Linked DNA regions of Macaca mulatta: region 1 is linked to region 2. Evidence: chromatin contacts called from public Hi-C data. All regions are on one chromosome and are shown on one strand. Each heading gives the region's core, a stretch centred on a gene start, on an enhancer-like site or on the middle of the called end of the contact. The rest is flanking DNA. Distances are from core to core; before and after follow the strand shown.

Evidence for each region. Hi-C and Micro-C count contacts between places; a contact is called where the count stands out from the background.
Region 1: a Hi-C map of fetal cortex germinal zone shows a contact between it and region 2, with 4 times the contacts expected there. The contact joins the promoter of PTCH1 here to the promoter of ERCC6L2 in region 2. A contact is called at or near these places in 4 of 14 Hi-C or Micro-C datasets (cortical neurons, fetal cortex germinal zone, fetal cortical plate and 1 more).

Annotation. Positions count from the first base shown.
Region 1 is chr15:127,936,894-127,942,134 of T2T-MMU8v2.0, reverse strand. PTCH1 (patched 1) reads right to left here and starts at 3,327. Exons shown (of 24, transcript XM_028835407.2): 1 at 2,808-3,327. The coding sequence starts at 2,810.
Region 2 is chr15:127,574,714-127,580,570 of T2T-MMU8v2.0, reverse strand. ERCC6L2 (ERCC excision repair 6 like 2) reads left to right here and starts at 3,449. Exons shown (of 19, transcript XM_077966722.1): 1 at 3,449-3,882. LOC114672865 (putative uncharacterized protein ERCC6L2-AS1) reads right to left here and starts at 3,755. Exons shown (of 4, transcript XM_077966726.1): 1 at 3,470-3,755; 2 at 2,788-3,467; 3 at 2,329-2,608. The coding sequence starts at 3,755. The coding sequence ends at 3,334.

The sequences.
Region 1 (5,241 bases), core at 2,078-4,577, 360 kb before region 2:
TCTTAAAAGGTGATGGTACAAAATGAGTCTAAAAGGTTTCAGGGAAGTCGGGGGTGGGGTGGGGGGAGATTCAGCAGCTACAAAATGTGAAACTACTGGGCTTGACTCCCCTCCCCTACTCCCTTCCACCTTCTGTTTCCTCCCCTTATTTACCCCCTCCCCAGGCTGGAGGAAAGGGAACAGCTCTAGCCAACTTGTCAAAATAATGCTGCTAATTACCCCTGATCTCCTTTAATGGGAAGCTGCTCCTAACTCCACAAAAGAGTAAATGAGGGGTCTACAGCACAAACCCGGGAGCACTGGCATTTTTTGAGCTTACAGTGAGCTGGGGGTGGGGAACGCGGCAGAGGGGAGTGTCCTGAGAAGGTCCCAGAAATCTCCACATTGATTACTCCAGGTTTAAATGCTAGCTTGAAAGGGGAATTAGACTTTATGTATTGCCAAAAGCTATTGGTATTCTCTTGCTAAGCATGTCACCAACTGCTGAGAGAATGTTCAGAGCCTACTATGAACTTGAAAGAAAACAGAGCGTTGACCCCTGCATTGATCCCCCTTTCTCCAAATATATTCTTACCCACATTGCTTTCCTCTAATGGATAGAGATGTATTCCTGAAACACCCAGACTTTGAACATGTTTTGCATCCTTCCCTCGCCTCGCCTCTATCTCCCTGTCTAATATATCTCTATCAAGCTTTGCGTTTGCTAGGAGGCACACCATTCATTTCAGTGATCTCTGCCATTGGGTCCTGCATGAAAAAGAAGCTGAGCAACATGATCCCTTTGACCCACTGCTGGAGCAACAAATTTATTAGAAATATAGGCATGAGAAATGAAAGGGAAGTAAAACAATTCCAGCTTATTGTGTGTCCTTCTTTCATACTGCTAATCCGGTTTACACATCACGCCTACACGTCTCAATAGGGCATTATACACTGTGGCAGAGGCTGGAGAAAATAAAAGGTGTGTGTGTGAGAGAGAGAGAGAAAGAGAGAGAGAGAGGAATGAAGATAAAAACAGGAGACATATTTTAATCCACATTGATTAACCTCATCAGTTTATCTATCTGTAGAAAGTTGAATTTGTAAAACAGCCTTTTTCTTTTCACAAAATAATTCCAAATGGGTCTAAGTTTTGTTCAAATAGCTTGTCAGATTATGAGTACTTTATAACCAGAAATTAGATACACCTCTCACAGTGAGTTTGAAATGAAGCTAATACCCCAAATTGAGAATGGCGGGGCCTATTCATGTCTACCTTGATTCAACATTTTAATTGAAACAGATCATGGACTTAAAGGCATTTTATAGCCTTGTGGAAGGAAGCTGGGTGACAACTGGAACACACACAAACTCACAATTGAAGGCCCCTTGTTTTACAACTTGGGCACTCCATGCACCTGAGGCAACAATTTATCCTGAGTACCACCCAGAAATTTTAAGTTGCAATAACAAAGGATGACACCATAAAGCATTGTCTTTCTTTGTGGAGGAGATTAATTGCATGCTGAACTACTGTCGCCAATAAACACAGAAATAAATAAAAACCTAAAAGAAATGAACACACACAGAATGCTGAAAAAGGACTATTGTGGTAGTTCAAGACCTCAGTGATCCAATTATCAAATATTTAGAGCCACCCATTGTGGCTTTTTATTATTTATGTCTAGTTCTTTTGTATTTCTCCTCCCCAGGGAGGAAGAAAGGATAAAAAGGGAGGAAGACGGTCTTCTCTCCCAGGTGCAGGAAAACAGGTCTGTGGGTGTCTTCCACAGCCACCCACCCATATGGTTCTTCTTAGGTGATGGAAACAGATCAGTTTCCATGAGAGTGTGCTCATCCACACGCTAGCATCATTTTAAACATGAACCTAGTGAATACGTGGAGACACAGCGCATGTCACCCAGAGGCACAGTCTCTGGGGGTCTTGGGGTTCAGCGCTGGGCCCAGGTCTGTAAGCTGCGAATCGGTCCTGCCCGCCCCCGGGCTCCCCTGAGGCCGCACTCTGCACTCTCAGCACTGGGCTGGTCGCCCACCTCTGTAAGGGTGGCAGGCACCCGAGGGCCGGAATCGGTGGGCACAAGAGTCACACACATCACCTCTCCTACCCACCGCCCCTTCCTGAACTCCAAAAGCCCCTCTGGCCCTTTTCCCGCAGCGTGGGAGGGGAGGTGGGTAAGGTGCGTCTCTTCTAGCCCGGGTGTCCCGCTCCCCTAGGCGTGCGTGCCGGCTCCAGAGCGTGTCTGCGGGGCGCGAGCGTGCGCCCTTCCCTGCGGCTGCTCCCGCGAGCGGGCGGCAGCGGCTTCCGCGCGCGCGCCTCGAGCCCCCTCCCCTCGGCGCTGTCACTCTCCGCACGGGCCCTTCCATCACCAGCTCTGCCTCCGCTGGCGAGTCAGTAGCCACCACCAGGCTGATGAGCGGAAGCCAAGGTGGCGACCCTTTCAGGCGTGAAAATGGGGGCCCCGGCGACCCCCTCCGTGAGACTTCCCCTCGGAGCCGTTCCTCGGCCGGGGCCCGCCGCGGCCAGCCCCCCCTCCCCGCCCCGCGGGGCTGGCCTCGGGGGCGGGGGCCCGGGCGTGCGAGCGAGCGTGGAGGCGCGGGACCCGCGCTCCCGCGCCCAGGCAGCGCAGCCCACCCGGCCCCACGGCCCCGGCGCGCGGCCCGCCCCTCCCGCCCGGCGCTCGGGGCTCGCTCCTCCGTCCGCCGCGCGGGGCGTCCCGCGTCCCCGTGTCCCCGCGCCGCCCGGGGCGCACGGCGCGCGAGGGCGAGGGCGAGGTGGCGTCGGCGGCCGCCGCGCTGGCTGCACTCACCATAGCCGGCCGTCAACCCCTGCTCGGAGCGCGGGTGCCGATGGCGCGGACGCTGGGTTTGGATTTCACATCAATTCCTTTTTTTCCTGGCCCCCCTTTCCTCGTCCTCCGCTCCTCCGTCTTCTCCCCGTCTTCCCTCTTCTCCCCCTTGCCTTGTCGCTGCGGGTCTCTTTGTCTCCCCTGTCGTCTTTTTCTTCTCCTCCGTTTTCTTCTTCTTCTCCTCCTCCTCCGTCTTTACAAAAGGAACGGAAAGTGTAAAAACCCCGGCGCGCTGGGCCGCCGGAGGCTTTCGGCGGAGTGCAGCGCGGACTCACAATTACAAGCCTGTTTCTATTAAGCAGTTCCATGGCCCTCGGCGTGGGTGGTCTGCCGCGCCATAGGCAGGACCTGTCAGGGTCACGTGACGGATCCGAAAACTTTACCCCTTTACAATAAACTCAAGGAAAGCAAAGTAAACTCGAGGAACGTGCTATCAGCACAGCCCTCCTGGGTAAACAGGCGCTCCCCTCCCCGCCTTCCTGGGAGGCGCCCGGCCCGGCGAGCTCCCGCGAGCCTCGCCGCCCCCTCCCCGCCCCCCGCGGCCCTGTCTGCGGGGGGCCGCCGGGCGGGGGGTCTCCGCGCGCTCCCGCGGCTTCTCCACCTTGTGCTCGGCTCCCCCGCCCCCGCACACATTATTTGCTAACGTTTGGCCGTCTTGCCAGAACGCCGGTGGGGGGAGGTGTGGGGAAGCAAGGAAGCTCCGTTTAGCATCCCCGGCGCTCCGGGAAGTGGGGGGTGCCCAGAGGGCTGCGGAAGAACACCACCATTCTCAAAGCTTTCCTGCTCCCATTCCCACGGAAGCGCGGAAAAGCTGGGAGCCTTCTAGATGACAGGCCCACAGGCCGCCAGGGAGGCGGAGAGCAGGAGGGCTGGACAGATCACAGCGCCTGCCCGGGGAAATTTCAGCACGAGCTGTGTGCGCATTCCTGTCGGTCCCTGGGAAGCCGCTTCTTGTGAAAGAGACCAAGGTGGCGTCCCTTGGAAACCAAGATGGGTAGCTGCTCCGAAGAATCACGGATTGACATTTGCTCCCTTTCCCTTCCGATTCCTGTGGTTTCTGGGCTATGCCACCCGAATGCTCCCACCCACTATGCCTTCCTGTGCCAGGCGGCCTTGGGTGACTGGCCTAGACCTAGGAGCTGGTGGGTCTCGCGGAGAACCCTGCTCTCACCCAAGACTGAAACGTCCTATTCGGGAGCGCCCCCGCTACAATGTCTGACATTTTATCTGCTCAACCCCGCCGCTGGTAGACGGTATTTCACACACCGCCTCTTTAAATGGGCCACATTATGAATCAAGATGAATTACAGATACAAGGGCAGGGTGGAGGGAGTGAGAACGTTTACTGCAACTCAGAAGAGCTAACTAGCTGGTCTTGAAATAAAGCCAGACTCTTCTCACTTCATTCTGGGCTGACAGTGTGATTAGGTGTGTGTGTGGCGGGGGCGGGGGGGGGGGCGGTAAAAGAGGTGCCCCGTGTGTTATTAAATAATAATCATCATCCTAGGGGTTTCAGGATCTCCTCCCACTACGATGACATAGCCATTCTTGAGCAGAGTCATTTGAGTTTCCAGAATGTATGTGTTTGAGACACAGTAAGTAATTAAGCATTCGAATGGGGGCAGCCCTGTGAATTTGGCTGGTCCAGAAGGTCATTTCATGCCAGTGACTTCAGTCAAAAATGGACTCAAATGCATATTGGCTGACCATGGATTCTAAGAGTCACGATAGTTGTAACAACAACAACAAAACAAAACCCAACATTTCCCTTCAAAACACTTCTCCCTGTCTTTTGTGTCATATCAAAGGGCCCCGTTTCTCTATCAATGTGGGTGGAGTTACGAACAGGAAAGGATACATAATCTCCAAATAGAGGGGTCTAGAATATGAAGGAGAAAGGGGGATAAGAAAAAAGAGAAACAGCTGATAAAGGGCATTTAAATGGCCCACAATGCAGAGTTGTAGGAAAATTCCAGCAGAACTTGGGGAGTTTGCTTTTCCTAGTTAAAATGAAGACCCTCGCGGAAGCACGCCTAGCTGCGTGCTCCTGTTGAGTGGTGGCCAAGGCTGATACTCAAGAGTGGACATTAGTTTTGTGTGGCCTGGGACTTAGGCAGCTTTCAGAGTGAAGGGGGAGTGGGGAGCTTCTTTAGCAACTCAAAATTACAAACACAAAATTAAGTACAGGGCCTTGGAAGTGGCCTGGGCAGGGAGGAGCCCTAAAGCTACCTGGGCTTCCAGCAAATCGCCTCTCTTGAGTGTGCAGACGGGTGGACTTCGGAGCTACCCAGTCTTTGTGGTCCTGCTGGTCTACGCTGTCCCTTAGTTAGGACTGAATGTGTTCATATGAGTCATATCTCATCCAAGGCTTTACAGTTGGGAGCAAAGACAAGTT
Region 2 (5,857 bases), core at 2,200-4,699:
CCCATCAACAGTGTATAAGCATTGGCTTTTACATCTTTAGAGTTTTTATAAACATATTTCAACCAGTAGTTCTTGGTGTTTTGTTGCAGGATTTTTATACTTATCTGACATGAGGTATTAAATGTTCTATTATTTGAGTCTATTGAGTCTATGAAGTAAAAATGGTGTTGCTGAATATTCTAACACTTACTCTATATATCTTTCACTATACCTCGTTCAAGCCTCAAATTCTTCTTTCTTTGGCTGGAGCTTTTTTGCTGTGTTTTGCTTTATAATTGTGGTAAGAAAGAACACATTATATAAAATGTACCTTCTTAACCATTTTTAAGTGTATGGTTGAATAGTGTTAAGTATGTTCACATTGTTGTGCAACGTTGAGTTTTAAACTTTAAGATTTAGGTTATTTGTGGCAAGGAAGGACAGATCTATTTTATCTTCTTTCTCTTGCCTTCACTCATCTTTGCTTCCTTCTTCTTTTTTTTTCCATTGGCTGGAACAATGTATGAATGGAGAAATGCTGCAACCTAAAATCATCTAACTGAAACTCAAAGACTTAATTTCTCGTGTTGTCTTAAGAGTTTCACATCTATTTTTCCTGGAGCCTTTTTGCTACATTAACTCACAATTCTGGAGATCTGTCAATCACATACAGATATGTATTTGACTCTTGTAGTATGAAGATAAAGAGAGACTATTTTTTGGCAAATTACTGGTGGGTTTAACCTTCCTTCCATGAGCCTCTTTTGAAATGGCTGTGTTATCACCATCTGTGTTATTTTTTTCTCTTCTGTAGTTATAATTGGCTTAATTTTTGCTAGATCCTCCTTTGCCAAAAGTTTTGTATGTGATTCAGTTCATTTATGTGATTTATCTAACATCACACATATTAACTACAGGAATTCCGTAATATTTTACAAGATATTCAATTTAACTTTGAAGTGACTGGACTGACAGTGGTAGATGTCACAATATCAGCACCTACACAAGGATGTCAATGCAGAGACAAAAGCTACTGTTAGGTGGGGGAAGGAATATTTGAGGATATCTAGTTTTATGAAGCAACTAGTTCACTAGGACATATTTTCATGTCATGATTATTTCTGCTTCAGTATACATTGTAAGTACAGCAGTGAGGTTAAATAATAAACACTCAGAAAATGAGGTATCCTCCTCTTTTGTTAGTCACAAGGGTATTCCTTCAACCAGATGATACCTTCCATTTAAACCAAAATTTATTTCTGAATTTGCTTATCCCTTCTAATTAGAGGTCAGCTCTGTCAAGAGCTACATCTTAACTCAATGGACCTCTGGAAAAATAAGACAAAATTACACAACTAGTCATTTCAGAGAGGGAAAAAAAATCAAACTTCTTCCCTGGTAGTTGTAGGGGAAAAAAATAAGCTTGATTAAAATGTCAATTTGCATTTTGATTTTAGAGACAATGTGAAAAGAGATACAATCCATCAGTAACAAGAAGCAGATTTTTCTAGATTTTAAGATTTCCAATATCAAGGTGTATGTTAGAATCAAGAATTACAATTATAATCAGTAGTGTTTTTTGCTGTGTCGCCAGATTGGAGTGCAGTGATGCAAACTTGGCTCACTGCAACCTCCGCCTCCCAGGTTCAAGCGATTCTGCTGCCTCAGCCTCCCAAGTAGCTGGGACTACAGGCATGTGCCATCACATGCCCAGCTAATTCTTGTATTTTTAGTAGAGACGGGGTTTCACCATGTTGGCCAGGATGGTCTCCATCTCTTGACCTCGTGATCTGCTCACCTCGGCCTCCCAGAGTGCTGGGATTACAGGCATGAGCCACCGCGCCCGGCCTATTAGCCAAAATATTAAACTGACATAATGTCTATGTAGAATGCAACTTTCGAGTGGATGCATTCCATTGATAATAACAGTAATAACAACACATATATTCCTTACTATGACCAGTCACTGTTTTAGGAGTTTTACTCATCTTATTTTTTACAATTACCCTTTTTAGGTAGTTTACTATTATTAGTCTCACTGTTACAGTGATCGGTGAGGACAATAAAACACAGAGAAGTGACCTGGCCAACATCTCACACAGAGATGGCTGAGTTAGATGTTTCACTTAGGCTTAAAGTTACTACCTGGTGGTAAGCAAACAAGTTATATTTTAAATGAAGCATTTTATGAACACATACTACTGGTTTTTAGTATCTGCCAAAGAATTGAGATCTATTTGCAGAGCAAACAGCCATATTGTTTTCTTAAGACACTACTGTAGGCAGAATAATGATCCCCCAAAGATGTTTATTTCCTAATCTCTGGAATTCGTGAATATATTAGCTTACATGGCAAAAGGATTCCGCTGATGTGATCAAGGGCAGAGGCCTGGAAATGGGAAGATGATCCTGGATTGCTCAGGTGAGCCCTCAGAATCTTTTCCAGCTGCCATCAGCGGTAGACTTGAGGATGGAAGGGTCGGAGATGGCACGTCACTGGCTTTGAAGATGCAGGAAGGGGCCAAAGGCAACGAATGTTGACAGAAGCTGGCGAAGGCAAGCTAAGGATGGTCCTGTGGAGTCTCCAGAAAGGAGTGCAGCTAAGGTTACACCCAGTAGTACTTCTGACCTACAGAACCGCGAGACAATAAATGCAAGATGATATATTTGTGCTGTTTCAAGCTACAAAGTTTGTGGTCACTGGTTATTGCGGCAATAGGGAACGGATACAGGCCCCGTCAGGTATTTCACTCAATCCATGAAATACCTTAGAGTATGCAAATGGTAACAAGCGCGGAAGCCACTTACGGATCCCTCTGTCTGCGCTGCCTGGGAGCGTCAGGGGCCGTGTACCTCCTGCACCTCGCGGGTGGGCGCGGCTGCCTCAGATGCTCCGGGCTCAGAGCAGACGGCTGAGTCTCCCGCGTTCAGCGACCCGCCAGAAACGTCAGAGGGACGAAGGAAAACTTTACACTTTAACAGTATTTTTACGTTTATTCCCAGCAAATGTTGTTGGCTTTGTATTTAAAGTATTTATGATTCACTACAAAGTGTAGGATCCAAGAAAACGCGCTAGTTTCACTTGGCACCTGTGGGTGTCCCGGGGAGCTCTCCAAGGAGGGACTGGCTCCTGGAAGTTCCTGGGGTGCGGCACCACCACGGACGAACCAAGCTCCACCGAGAAGCCAAGAGCCGCGACCGCCGGGACGCCCTCTGCCAGGCCTCCACCGCCTCAGTGGCCCTTCACAGCCACTGCCTTCCCAAGCCCCCCAGTTATGACCAGCGTCGCTCAGCGCCCGGCCCACCCAGCGACCTCAAACCTCGCGACACTCGCAACTCCCGCGGCCCTTCCTGCTACAGGCCTCCTAGGGGCGAGACATCGGGAAGATGGCTCCGCCCACGGAAAGGAAGATTTCGTTCTCGCAGGATCCCAGTGACAATTCGGCAGCCCGTTCTCGCGGGATTTTCCAAGGCCGGGATGGAAGTTGCGGGGTTAGGAGACTGAGGTCAGATCCTGAGGAGGAGATTTGGGGGTCGCAATGCTGGCCTCGTGTTCTCCACCGGCGGCGGCGGAGCCCGAAAGAACTAGGTGAACACCGCCTTGCCAGCCTCACACAGCGTCCCGTGGCTCTGCCGCCGCTCCGGACGTCGCCCTCCCGTTCTCCTCGGGTTCCCTTAGTCGCTGCCTTAGCTGGGATTCCCCTCCTCCTTCCCGTGGCTTCGGGTTGCCGGAGAGCGATGCTCGGAGGGCGACCGGAAGTGGCGTTGGCCGCCATTGGCCCACCGGCCAGCCACCTCGCTGTCCTCCGCCTTCCGGGTGTTACGTGCAGCCGGGCTCGGCCCCTCCCCCTGGCCGGATGGATCCCTCGGCGCCACAGCCCTGCGCGGAAACCGCGGGCAAAGGTACCAGCTCCGCGCTCGCCCCTTACCCAGAGGCCTGTCTGCTGCGTCGCGTTGGACCAGTTCTCGCCGGTGCCCTTCGGGTTGGGGTTTGCCCTGTAGATCGTCTTCAGTGACAGCTGCAGATTGTGAACCCCCTGCAGGCCTGGGACCAAATCTCCGATTCAGTGTTGAGAACCTGGACTCGGGGGTCAGCCCCTGGGATCTAGTGCTGCCTCTGACAGTTACTTGCTGAGCAACTTTGGGCAGGTTCCTCATTTGTAAAACTGGGTTCATTACTAGGTTCTTGTGATTTTTAAATGACGTGGACAATACGCAAAGCATTTATGTGACCCCGCGTCTGGCCCATATTAAGCACTCAGTAAACGTCATTTTCATTCTTTATCGTTGTATGCCCAGTTGTTAGTGAATGGCAGACGTTTGTTGTAAGTAGGTAAATGAAGGTTGAGATATTTAGTTCAGTGGAGGTTTATTGCCTATTGAGTCAGGGCATTATATTCTGCCTTAAATAGGAGGTTTAAAGAAGGTGTGATAATCTACCACAAGTCATCTGGGATGCCTTCTGGCACCCAAATGAATAGCTTTCATTAATAATTGTGCTGTATAACAAAAGCTACCGGGTATTGAGTGATTTTCCTGAGCCCACCAATATGCTGATTGTTTAACTACTTGCTTTCTTTTGAGGAAGATATCAATCTCATTAACTAGATGAATTCAGAGCTAAAGCTCAGAGAGGGCAAGTTACAAGCCTGAATTCTGAGGTCTAGGAATTGATGATGCTGTAATTCAGGGGCCACACATATAAATACCTATAGGAGACTGGCAGCTAAAAATAAATAGATGAAGCTGCCAAGTGGAGATTATGGTGACTGGGACGTTCATTCCTTCTGATAGATCTAGTCACTCTGGTATTTATTGGTGGAAGGAGCAGAAAGCTCCAGGGCCCCGAGGTAGGAACATGCTTGAGGAATAGCGAGGAGGCCATTGGAGTGAAAGAGGGAGAGAGAGACCCCATCACCAGAATGAATTGAATTGATAATTAGTTTAAACCAAAACAAATGATTTCGACTCATTAAATTATAGGAGACTTAACCCTGTTAAATCCAACAGGAAATCCTCACAATTTAAGCAGTTGTTCTGTAGTTTGGATATTGAGAGATTCCATTTCTAACTCAAACTTAGCTGAATTTTTTTCATTCTAGAAATTACCCAAACTCAGAAACCAAAAATACTCCAATAAGTTGTGTGATTCCCTTAAGGTTTTGTTTTTTTTTTGCGCTTGCTGTACACTTATCTGAAATACAGTTCTTAGACCCCTTTCCCTTTTAAATTACATTTCTCAATACTCCCTTCTCATAGCATTTTTCTTCCAATGCACTTTTTACAGTTATGTATATGTTTATGTACTTTTTAGTTTTCTCTCTCGCAAGATACCAAGGATCTATGAGATCGATAATTTGTAATAGGCCAGGCGCAGTGGCTCACACCTGTAATCCCAGTACTTTGGGGAAGCTGAGGCTGGAGGATAGTTTTAAGTCCAGCCTGCAAAGTAAACGAGACCCTGTCTGTACTAAAAATAAAAATTTTAGCCAGGCATGTTGGTGCACACCTGTAGTCCCAGCTAATCAGGAGGCTGAGGCGGGAGGATGGCTGAGCTCAGGAGTTGGAGTTTACAGTGAACTATGATTGTGCCATGACACTCCGGACTGGGCGACAGAGAGACTCTTGTCTAAAAAAAAAAAAAGAAAAAGAATGTGTAATAAATTCACATGTTCATTGAATGTCTGCTGTGTGACTCTGTGTTGGTCCTGGGGATAAAATTTATAACAGTACAAACTTTTTCTTGGGAAGGAAATTACTCTCTAGTGGAAGAAAAAGACAAAAACAAGTGGACATGATAATTAAATGTTATGGTAAGTGCTACAGAGGCAATAAAATGATGAGATATAGAATAATGGGGTATTACTCTAAATAGGTG